Linked DNA regions of Gasterosteus aculeatus: region 2 is linked to region 1. The links are chromatin contacts, called in public Hi-C maps. All regions are on one chromosome and are shown on one strand. Each heading gives the region's core, a stretch centred on a gene start, on an enhancer-like site or on the middle of the called end of the contact. The rest is flanking DNA. Distances are from core to core; before and after follow the strand shown. Region 1 holds the start of rbm7 (RNA binding motif protein 7). Region 2 overlaps clmpb (CXADR like membrane protein b).

The links. A called contact is a pair of places that touch in the nucleus more often than the background predicts.
Region 2: a Hi-C map of whole body shows a contact between it and region 1, with 7 times the contacts expected there. The contact joins the enhancer-like site here to the promoter of rbm7 in region 1. A contact is called at or near these places in 4 of 6 Hi-C or Micro-C datasets (blood and trunk muscle, skeletal muscle and whole body).

The regions. Positions count from the first base shown.
Region 1 is chr1:4,646,008-4,649,093 of fGasAcu3.hap1.1, forward strand. rbm7 (RNA binding motif protein 7) reads right to left here and starts at 1,405. Exons shown (of 5, transcript XM_040188212.2): 1 at 1,104-1,405; 2 at 568-730; 3 at 1-15. The coding sequence starts at 1,196. LOC144411472 (a long non-coding RNA gene) reads left to right here and starts at 730. Exons shown (of 2, transcript XR_013468646.1): 1 at 730-912; 2 at 2,901-3,086.
Region 2 is chr1:4,745,564-4,748,553 of fGasAcu3.hap1.1, forward strand. It overlaps clmpb (CXADR like membrane protein b), which reads left to right. Exons shown (of 7, transcript XM_040179306.2): 7 at 1-243. Among protein-coding and RNA genes, the nearest start is that of LOC144411482, 25 kb to the right of the region's middle. Within about 2 kb of position 1,543, at least 1 of the 9 cell types and tissues checked has open chromatin away from gene starts, as enhancers often do.

The sequences.
Region 1 (3,086 bases), core at 155-2,654:
TGCCGTGACTGCTACCTACAATGAGACAAAAGGAAAAACGGTTCAAGGACACATCAAGTCCAGTTGGTAATAAACTAGTACAATTGTTTACTTTTAAGTCAGCAGACTGCAAAGTTGCATCACCAGCCACTGAGACATGGCCAATATTCTGATTGACAGGAACATTTAATGCATGTTTTAACCCTATTACACTTAAATCACTCAAAAGGCAGCGAGAATTCACGCTGTGTGTTGTATCATAATATACATTGTTAAAATATTCCTAAAACTCAGCTCACCCCAGCCCCATCCTGACAGGCCACACAATTAAAATGTTTAATTAAATGTTTTTTTATTTTATTTCTACAAACCAAGACGGCAGTCCTCACATCACCTTTACAGGTAACAGAAGGAAATCCTTTTGTGACGCTTAGCTGACGGAATGTTTTCACCCGGATGGTTAGAAGACTCTTTGAAAAGGACTTCGAAGATATGGTCAGGAGACTTTTTCAAGACCGTGGCTTCACCCCCCCCCCCCAAACACGCCTGCCAGGGTCACTGTTAAAAAGTTCCCCGTTTGTTTCTGACCTGATCGGAACTGCACGTGAATGGTTCTCCCGAACAGCGACGTCCCGTCGAGTAGTTGCATGGCGTACGGCACGGACACTTCGTGTTTGTAGACAGCAAAACCGAATGTTTTCTGTTTCCCATCCGGGTCTTTGGGAATTTTAGTTTTGATGAGAGGCCCCGCCTGCAAAAGGAAAAAACAAACAAGTAGACGCTAATGACGTTAACGTCAACGAAGCAGCAGCTAACGTTAGCTAAGGCTAAAAAAAAAAAAACAAGTAGACGCTAATGACGTTAACGTCAACGAAGCAGCAGCTAACGTTAGCTAAGGCTAACTCCCGTGAGTGCATTGCAAATATCAAAAAGGTACGTGCGCACCACAAACATTGGTAATATCACACACACACACGTCTACACTAATTGTAAAAGAGCATACCGTTTAACGGTTTAATATTTGGAACTGACCAGCTTCCAATCTGTTAGCATGTTGCTCGGAATGCTATCTGTTGACTTTACGATTGCTAGCTAACATAAAAAAATGTAAGCGACAACCGCACCTGCACAAACAGCTCGAACAAAAGCTCCTCCGACACTTTTGTATCCAAATTCCTTATGAAGAGCGTCCGGTCCGCTTCCTCCTCTATTCCCATTTTGTTTGAGCAGATACTCGCTCTCTCAAGCAACAGGAATGCTAACGTCTAGCGTAAAAAAAAAAAGCGCTGTGACAAATATAGCCGGAAGGCCCAGGGGCCGCAAAGGGAACTGCCGTTAAACACACGCTTCTGTCGTAGTGAACAGCGGTGGCTTTACGACACATATGTCAATCAAAGATAGAAGTGGTCCTTTGCTTGGATGATAACTGCTGCTTATCTGCGTAAACATAAATGCAAATATGTTTCTAATAGAAATGTGTGAAAATTGCAATGTTTTATATTTGGGGTACACTGTTTTTTTAAGCTCCTGCAGCATAGTAACACAAACATAAGCATTGTACCGTATATAAAAACGACACAGAACAGAAGAGCTGTTGGTACGTAACATGCAATTAAATACCCATTCTAGCATTCTGTTTACAACCAGAAAAAGATGCCATGTTCCATCGCATTTTGAATTGCATGCTTCTTCTCTTTTCTTTTAGTAAACACTGCAGCAGCCTTTCCAAAAACATGAACTGAACAGATAAATCAATCACCAATTGTTGCTTTCTGCCAATTCACTGATCTATTGATCACTAATCGGTTCCTTTCTACATGCTGTATTACTCTTCCGGTCTGCTTTATTGTTTTTATCATCACGTGTCTTGTCATAGAAAGGAAAAGCACAAATATGACTTTAGCAATAACTGCGTCTCACTTAGCTTTGACAGTGTGACTCTGAGTCAGTACAGAAAAGTTTATTAAAATCTAACTATTCACACGCATTTTCTACTGTCTGATTGCCTTCTGTGTACGAGACAGGCATTACTGTTTGCACCTATTTTCTGCACTACATTTCTTTCATATTTTTATTGTATTTTTAAATATTCCTTTTTGTGCCTTGCCCATACTGTGCAATTCTGTCTTCTATGTTGAAGCCAGAGGCAACGTTAACTTTGCTAATAACAAATCCTTCTTCCCCTGTATGGCATATTCAGTCTCTCTGACTGCCTGGCTGTTACACACAGATAAGGCTTTCTATCTTTTTACCCTGTGGCTCAGTTTTTGGGTCAGTGACTCGGTGCCGCTGGTGGTTGCGACATTGCAGAGTGTGGAGGTCAAGCGGGCGGCGTGAGAGGCTTGACTTCCTCCCTAATCAGATTAAATATATCAATTCAAAACTAATGATTTTCTCCTTCATGCCTGGGAGATATCCTCAAGGATTATGCTTTAAGTCAGACCAAATTGTGATGACACATCAGAGACAATCTGAATCTTTGGCTTTGTCATGGTGTTTAATTCATGAAAGAACAAAGTGGGCCGCATGCTATAGTCTCTCCACCTTGAAATCTCTATGATTTATTTATTCCAGGAAAGGTGCTCATTCCATCACTTTCATTACTCACGTGGCAATAAACACAGCAATTTAACACCAAAACCGTTGCTGTCATCATGTCTTGCGGGAGCTTTGCCGCTGTGAACAGTTGTTAACGCTTGTATTGGATTGGATAAAATGTCGCAGTCCAACAAAAAGTCGTGTGATTTAAAATACTGCAAGGTTGCAATGGAAGCAGTAAAAAAAAAAAAGCCTGAACCATAAAATCCCACCTGTGTCGTACACAGTTTGATGACTAAAGCCCTTGAATCTATTTTGGGTCCCCCCTACATTGCCAATACCCCATACGTCTCCCTGATGTATTCCCTCCTTCCGTTTTACAGCCAATGGACGGTGTTCAGGAGAGCACCATGAAAGAGCAGCGTGGAAATGGAGGAGAGTGAACTGGAAGACAAAAACAGTTTTCCTGTGTTTGTAAAAGCCTCATTACTACCAACAGAAACTGACCAAATACAATGAAGCCTATTTTAGCTCTGCAAATAAATAAAGATATTTTTCTTTTGTCTTCA
Region 2 (2,990 bases), core at 293-2,792, 100 kb after region 1:
GGGAGGGGGACGCGCTCGGCGCGGCGTCACAAAAGGGAAACGTAAGACACTTTTGTTTTCCTTACTCTCATCCGTTTTTCTGCCGTGGCTTCTCTTTGGTTTTATAAAACAGTACAGATTTCTTTGTTGGTTCGTTTGATGAAAACAATCCATGTAAATATCACAAGTAAAAAAATGTATATTTTTACGACTTCTGAGTTATTACTCTTTCATTTGCAAATAAAATATCCAATGACAACTTAACTGGTCTTGCTGCATCGTGATTTGGAGTTCGGACTCTGAACAAGAACAACACGACATTTTCAACACTCACCTGAGTGACAATCATGTAATTCAGATTTTTGGAAAACCTTTGTGTGAGCCGATCTTGTTGTGCATCACATTGATGGGGAGTGTGTGTACATAAAAAAGTAATACCTGCTTCTTAATAATACCTTAAATACCTTAAAATACCTTAAATACTTTAACAATTACTGGATAGATGGCCAAGATATTTCGTAAAGACTTTAAAAATCCTCAGAGGACAAATTCTGGAGTATCTTCTGTGGCCACCTGATCTGTTCTGGTAGTGTCACCTCGGGTCAAATGTTTCACTTCATCCTGAGAATATCTAAATCATCTCAAACAACTGCAGCACCGAGCGGCTGACGCACAGTTGTGAAGGACGTGGCCAACTATTGGATGGATTACCATGAAACAAATGTCATTCATGTCCCCTTGGGGATGAACTCAATTTAATTTGGGTGTCCACTGACTTTTCCATTCTTTCCACGAAAATATCAACATTTGAATGGAATTGAATGAAAAAACTCTAGAAATGTCTTGTCCATAATGCTTCTGTTTGGGCATTTGGTTCAAATCAATTCTGCACCTGCGCAAAGATGCTGTAAAAGTTCTGTTAGTCAGTAAAACAATAAATTCATTGCCTGATGTTTTTGTGTAAATGCACCCGGGGAGCGCTTCCATTGGAATGAATGTGGCACCATGCAGTTCTGCTCGTATGGGCCGTTGATGGACGTCCATTTTTCCGTACAGCAGTATAACTAAGCACCATCACGCCCAGCGGTCTTACAGCGGCTGAGGATGCGACTTACGCTGCTTCCTTGGTGTCTCTCCATCAACATCCCTTCAACGCGACACTTGAGCCGGCTGCAGCGAGGTCAGCCATATCCTTTGACCCTTTAGCCACTCATTGACATTCACCTCCTCCCCTCTGAAAAGTTGATGTTGACCATGTATTAAACTGCCAAGATGGATCGTCGGCGTCAACCCTCCCCCCCCCCTCGGCTGAAGGGACAGCGTGCGACTTTGTCTCTACGTCAAGGACGCACACAAAAGCGCGACGGCGCCCTCGCCGGCGCCTTCTTTGACCTTGTCGAGGATTCGCCTGCTTCATTTGCATCCCTTCAAAACGCAGCATCCACATGAGGCGGGGGTCTCGTCTTTTGAGGCCAGATCCCCAATTCGTCCCCTTCTCTGTCCCACGCTTCTGTGCACATTGTTCCACATGATTAGCCATGTGTGATGGCGCTGTCACAAAGCCCTCGTCGCTGGCCGCGCCCACGGACACACAGACGCACCTGTCGGTCACGTGCACGTGGACGTCGCTTGGTAACAGCTCGGACCGTCAAGCAAGTGACTCAGAGTCTTTGAGATAATGTGTTACTCACACAATTTGTTGGGCCTATTTAGGGCACATCTTGTTGCGAGGCATCGAATAGCGCGATGTGTCACAATTGTGGATTAACGCAGACACTTGCTCTCTAATTATCCCCCAACACAAGAGTGATGCAATGTGGCGTCGCGCTGATAAGACGTGTTTCGCTCTGAGCGAGTTTCTCGGTCTAATTAATAACAAATGGTATTTTACTCTCGGCCTCCATCTGTAATCGAAATACTTTTGAGATCGGAGATTGCCACACAAGTCCCTGATAAGTGAATCCACTTATATAGTTGCACCCCCTGGTGTTGATTCGTTATCTGCGGCGCTGATGGGACGAGAGGAATCAGAAGTCACACATCGTACATTGTCAGCTAAGATTAGTGCACCAGAAATGTCCTTTTGGACCTTGAGTTTCCAGCCTTCAGCTGTGTTTGTGTCATCGTTTTTATAACCTGAGTTTGTGAGGCTAGGATAATATTTCCTTTTTCTTCAAAAATGATCTCGTCATCAGATCTCACATCCTGGATCCCCAAACCGTGTCCTGATTTCATTGTGAACACGGTCTGTCAAGGAGAAGTTGTCCATTCATGCAGTCACGGTGCACAGTCGTCTAATGGCTCAAATTGCCATTGTCATGGTGTCTGTGCTTGTAGCGCCCTCTGCTGGAGCCTCACATGTGCTCCAAGTGCAGGAAAACAAGTGTGCTGTTGCTCTCTCGGGCTCCTGCTTGAAACACGGTTGAATCCGCACATTTCATTCCTCTCTGAGCTGATCACCGTTAATAAAAGCACAGTATTGTCCGCTCACCACCGATGGCATGAGTTGTCTTCCCCGTTGTCGACCCTCAGCAGCACTGTGGACTTTGTGTGTCGTTGCACTGATTATCTCTGGGTAATGAATACTGTGATGTGACCCACATCTGCAGCATATTCATTCTCTAACAACTACACTAATTATAGAGCTGCATGAATTTAGATAGGGAGGTTAATAGCGCGCTATTTTTCGACACTCGGTCGCCAGCGCTTTTCCACTTTCAAAACTTGAGTTGTCTTTGCAAGTAGACTGAAGAGAAATGATCCATATGTGGAGACTAAATTGTAAACTACCTGATACCGTTCTGCCTGAGAAGCCCAATTATGAACAATGCACCCATGAAACCCCCCACTAAATGTGAGCATCCATCCCATGTTCTGACTATCTGACCTTTGTAGCTAACTAACTATGGAGTGTGATGTGTTTCATGACGAGCTGCCGGTTCAGGATAAATCAACTTTTTCGGTGCTGGGAGAAGAAAACGCTGCAGGGTCGCTTCACAGGATACAGATAC